Linked DNA regions of Sus scrofa: region 1 is linked to region 2. Evidence: chromatin contacts called from public Hi-C data. All regions are on one chromosome and are shown on one strand. Each heading gives the region's core, a stretch centred on a gene start, on an enhancer-like site or on the middle of the called end of the contact. The rest is flanking DNA. Distances are from core to core; before and after follow the strand shown. Region 1 holds the start of CXCL12 (C-X-C motif chemokine ligand 12). Region 2 has its middle 33 kb from the start of TMEM72.

Evidence for each region. A called contact is a pair of places that touch in the nucleus more often than the background predicts.
Region 1: a Hi-C map of retroperitoneal adipose tissue shows a contact between it and region 2, with 2.4 times the contacts expected there. The contact joins the promoter of CXCL12 here to the enhancer-like site in region 2. A contact is called at or near these places in 12 of 47 Hi-C or Micro-C datasets (alveolar macrophages, embryonic fibroblasts, fetal heart ventricle and 6 more) and 1 of 2 datasets of contacts at active chromatin or transcription factors (skeletal muscle).

Annotation. Positions count from the first base shown.
Region 1 is chr14:91,515,003-91,517,702 of Sscrofa11.1, reverse strand. CXCL12 (C-X-C motif chemokine ligand 12) reads right to left here and starts at 1,251. Exons shown (of 4, transcript NM_001009580.1): 1 at 1,141-1,251. The coding sequence starts at 1,201.
Region 2 is chr14:91,201,592-91,204,291 of Sscrofa11.1, reverse strand. No RefSeq gene overlaps it. Among named protein-coding and RNA genes, the nearest start is that of TMEM72, 33 kb to the right of the region's middle. Within about 2 kb of position 1,256, at least 13 of the 83 cell types and tissues checked have an H3K27ac peak or open chromatin away from gene starts, as enhancers often do. A contact at or near this core is called in retroperitoneal adipose tissue, where this site is marked.

The DNA.
Region 1 (2,700 bases), core at 2-2,501, 310 kb before region 2:
CCTTAGCTGCATGGAGCACTCAGTGTCCTTGAACCCTTTTGCAGGATTTGTTGGAAACATCCAGCCAAGAACACTCAGCATGGCCTACCCATGCTGACATGGTTTTGTTTTGTGTGTTCAGAGGCAACAGTTTATTTTGGTTTGCAGCAGTGGTATCCTGTAACAGGACAGTGAGATTTCTCTTAAGCCTCAAAAGGAAAAAAAAAGCTCTCTCCCTCTCGCTGTGAAACGGGACACCACCTTTCCCAGTGGCCTAAGGCCTTGGCGATGAAATTTTAGGGCAGCATTCACTCCGAGGTAGAGCACTTGCTTGGCTGGTGACAAAGGCGCCAGTTTGCAGGTGTGTTTGGGGGGTGGGTAGGCGCACGCATGACCCGGATGGTCCCCGGGCCCCTCCTGGCTGACCCCAGGAAGAGGCAGGGAAGGTAGTGCCTGGATATGCGCCCAGGTTCTCCGCGTCGCTACGGACCACGGAGCTGTACAGAAGCGCAGCCAGGCGGGTGGCGCAAACCCGACAGCTGCTCAGAACGCCCGCCCGCGAAGCCTCGTTTATGTGGGTGCGTGGAAAGGACGCCACGCAGCTGCACCCGATCGCATCGCCGCCACAAGCACGTCGCGATTGAAAAGCGCTCTCTCCAACACAAACCGCGGATCGCATCCCCAGTCCGGTGCATAGCGGGGCCTCTGAGCCCGTTGGATCTGGAAACCGAGCTGGGCGCGGGAAGCCACGAACTGGGAGGTGGGCGGTCAAGGGGAGGTGGGCCAAAACGCGAAGCTGGAGACTCTGCTCCCCAACTTCCCCCTCCAGCGCGGGCTCCAAACGCGCCCTGGGCGCACTGGCACCAAGTTATACTGCCAGACCTCGCTCTACAGCTTGCCGCAGATCTGGCGGCTGCTTCCAGATTCCGGGACCCGAGCCCGGCTGAAGGGCGCGAAGTTTCAGCGCCGAGGGTGCTACGACGCGGCTTTTGAACCCCGCATGCCGAGGGAGTGCGCCCCGAGAAGTGGGCCACCTCAACTTCCCCGATGCACAGCGGCGCGAATTAGGTTCGCGCGGGACTGCGCGGGTACAGACAGGGAAGCCGCGGCCCGGCATGGAGTCCCACGCCTGCCCACGCTTCGATCGCCGAGGCCACTCACCATCGCTGAGGCAGAGCGCGGTCAGCACGAGGGCCAGCACGGCGAGGACCTTGACACCCATGGCAGGAGTAGGCGGCGAGCGGACGGAGGCCTGACACACTGGGGACACTGCAGCGGAGAGTGAAAGTGCGGCCGCAGGAGGCGCGCGCCGGGCACTTTAGAGGCGAGAGAGGGGCGGGGCGGGGCGGGGCGCGCGGCGAGGGGCGGGTCTGGAGCAGAATCCTAGTTGTGGCCAGGGGCTCTGACCAGCGTCCCCTCCCACAGGGGCGCTCGCCCTGTCCTCTCCTTCCCCCCCTTCCTCCTGCCCAGAGATGCTCCAGAGACTGTGGTGCGCTCCAGCCTTTGACCTTCTTAGTTGTGCTGGGCCCTGTTCTGTAAGCCTGACCTGCTCCGAGGAAGCTGGCCACTCAGTGAGGCTGGGCTGCAGGGCTAGTTATTGTTCCCATTATGCAGATGGAGAGATTAAGTCCCATAGACAGGAACTGGAGGACAACCAAGGAAAAACAAACAGGTTGGTCCTAGGGCTGAGGGCCAGCTGAACCAGCGTCAACCTGAGGTAGCTAAAATTGTCCTATTTTGGAGGTATAGGACCTACCTATAAGTGATCATCCGCCTCCACTCGCTGCTCAGTGGCCAGAAAAGCTGGGACAAAGTGGCCAGACTGGTCTTTGCAATCAGAGCAACTCTGATTCTGAGCCAAAGCTATCACTTATTAGCTGAGCCTCAGTTTCCGCAATTGTAAAATTGAAGCTCTGAAATAGAATGCTGTGTAGTGGAAAGAAAACAAAGGCAGTTGCCCAGGAGCCTCTTAGTAATGGTGAATTGACTTAAATCTGTATCTTGCGGAGTTCCCATCGTGGCGCAGTGGTTAACAAATCCGACTAGGAACCATGAGGTTGCGGGTTCGGTCCCTGCCCTTGTTCAGTGGGTTAACGATCAGGCGTTGCCGTGAACTGTGGTGTAGGTTGCAGACGCGGCTCGGATCCCGCGTTGCTGTGGCTCTGGCGTAGGCCGGTGGCTACATCTCTGATTAGACCCCTAGCCTGGGAACCTCCATATGCTGCGAGATCGGCCCAAGAAACAGCAAAAAGACAAAAAAAAATCTGTATCTTGCTCTCAAATGTGAGGTGGGCTAAACCCCGTTCCCACCCCTCGGCATGGAACTAGAATTGACCTGAGACTCCCCTCCCAACCATCACGAAGTGCTCAACATCAAGTCAGATACATAGTAGGCAAAAAAATGCAATGCAGTATTTTTTTCATCTCCCCAGTGGATGCCCTGCAGGACCTAAAGTAATGAGAGCACTCCTCTCTCCCCCTCATGCCAGGGATGGTGCTCCTGGAGCTGGCTTTTCTGGTCCAGAGGACTACAGCCACAGGGTCATCCCTTGGCAGTGTCTAGTCCTCCTGGCAGCCGCCCCGCCCCAACCTGGACAGCTGAGGTGACCCAGCAGAGCACAGGATTGCAAGCAGAGCACAAGGATTGCACCTGGGAGTTCCAGACCTGAAAAGAGCGCCCTTTTGGGCTTCACTAGTGATCATAATCACAGGCCTCTCAGG
Region 2 (2,700 bases), core at 7-2,506:
CCTGTGAATCCAGCAGACCAAGACTGTGCTATCATTGCTTTACATATAAAGACACTGAGGCTCGGAGTTCCCGTCGTGGCTCAGTGGTTAACAAATCCGACTAGAAACCATGAGGTTTCAGGTTCGATCCCTGGCCTTGTTCAGTGGGTTAAGGATCCGGCATTGCTGTGAGCTGTGGTGTAGGTTGCAGATGCAGCTCAGATCCCGTGTTGCTGTGGCTCTGGCGTAGGCTGGTGGCTACAGCTCCGATTCAACCCCTGGCCTGGGAACCTCCATATGCCGCAGGAGTGGCCCAAGAAATGGTAAAAAGACAAAAAATAAAAAAAAAAATAAAGACACTGAGGCTCAAGCAGTGCATGCAAATAATTTGCAGGGCAGCAGAGTAGGGGTGGGGAGGAGCTGAGACAGGCTGGCAGCTCCCCAGGCGGGTGCCATCCCCACTCTACCACATTGCTTTCTAGGGACATCATTAACTGTGCATTAGAGGTTATGGGTAGATCGTGGGGATTCTTCATGAGGTTTTTATAAAGTTACCATGGCTCCATTTGGCTTATAAACATCCTGGAAACAATGGAGAGAGCCAAATGAGCTAGGGGGTAGAGATAATTGCACTGAGCTCACACCATGGTCTGCCGGGAGATGGCTGCAAACCCACTTCCCACAGGGGTTGACCAGCCAGCTAATAGACACTGAATGCAGCATGCATGCTATTAAGGTTTCTAGTGACTTCTGCTCCCTTTGTCCCTCTAGGGTCTGTATTTATGCCTGGAGAAAAGGCAGTGACATGAAAGAGCCCACTCCCAGATGTCAGAAAGTCTTTCTCTGCACTCAGCAGATGGCTTATTTAAGTTCCAGAACTTTCAACAAGAGGAACCAAGTGATATCAGTTCCTTAAACTGTCTACATAAAGCATGAGTTTATGGCACTTAACCATTTTATATATATCATCAAGGTCTAGAAAAACAATTTTTTTTTTTTTTAATAAGCACAGTAACTGTCCCACCTTGTCATCACCGTGAATGTGGAGAGGGGAGAGCCAGACAACTACTGGTCGACCAAGCCCACTTGAAGCTGTAACCAGACCCTAGCCTGAGAAATTCTGTAAACATGTTTTTAAGCTCCATCGCACTTTGTATAAGTTACGCTGGAGAGTGAAAGGAAACCCATGTTTTCCACAGCTCGTGTCGTCTCTGGTGGGCCTGGCGCAGCTGCCTCTCAGCTCAGCCCCTCTTGCCCAAGGGCTCTGTCACCTACTGCCCTTGTCGGAGTGGTTCTGGGGCTGCGTCTCAAGCCACCATCCAAGAAGCAGAGTGGTGGGGCACCAGAGATTAAAACTGAGAAAGCACCAGGAGTGGGCACAAAAGCAGGAACAGGACAGGAGCCAAGAACAAGACCAGGGGAAAGAGCCACTGTGTTTCCGCAATAATACTGGACCTCTGCTGCCCCCTAGCAGACACTGACGGTAGCACACCCTCTGCTGCAGGAGCTGGAAGCCAAGAACTCCCTGAACAAAATGGGGCTCCTCTCAGACTCCGCCACTTTCTAGGGGATGGCCTTGGGAAGTTATTTAAAACAGCCCTGCAGAAGTTTCCTCATCTATCAAGTGGGGGTATATAGTCCTTACCTGTAAGATTAAGAGGCTTAAAATCCCAAGGTGGGGTAACTATAATGGAGCAGGACCCTCTGGGGCCTTCCCAGGACAGACCCTTTCCCCCACATCCTCTGCTCTAGCTCCTCTCTGAAGGACCTATGCTAGTACTTGATGCACCTTTCCTGAGTGGTTCTAGAGGTGCTAAATCCCCCGACAAATAGAAGAAATTGACTACTTGATGACCATGAGCACATAGCCCCCAGACCTACTGGAGCCTAAGGATTGATAGTGTCAACCCCTGTGACACTGCCCTGTCCCCTCAGTATCAACAATCAGAGAGTTGTGCACCAGCTCACCACATACCCTGGCCCTTCCCTCACCTTGCCTTTAAAAACGGTTTCCCGGAACCCATCAGGGAGTTCTGGTGTTTTGAGCACTAGCTGCCGTGGCCTCCGTGCTTGGTGCCCTGCAGTAAGTGCTGCACTTTCTTTCACAAGCTAGTGTCAGTAAATTGACTTTACTGCATGTGGGAGAAAGGGACCCAAGTTTGGTCCGTTAACAAGAGGGACCAGATATATACTCTACCTGAAAGAAGTGTGTGTGTGTTGGGTGGGGGGAGTCTGAGAGAATATCTGAAATAACAGTTTTAAGACACAGCACATAGACATGAAGGACGGGGATTCTTGAGAGCAGATGATCCCTATCATTTCCCACCTCCGGGCCCAGAGAGTTTCCAGGCCACAGCAGAGAGGGAACCCTGGACAGTTCACAGACTCCATGAGTTGAGGAGCCAAAGCTGAGAGCCCAGAGAAACCAAGGCAGATGCAGAGTGCCTGAGGGAAAAGGGAGCTGCACAGAGAGAGGACCCCAGAACACTGCAAAGTGTCCACAGAGTACTGGTCCGCACAGGTGTGTGAGGAACTTAGCAAGCCTGGGAAAGAGCCCCCTGACAACATCCCAGGGAAGCATCCCGGCATCCACACCGAAGCACAATAGTGTCTCTGCCCACCAGCCAGGCTGAGAATGTCACAAACCATGAGGCACCAGGTAAAGTCTTTCTTAAGGAGTTGGGGAATGACTACCCCTAGAATAAATGTAGCTCCAGTTCT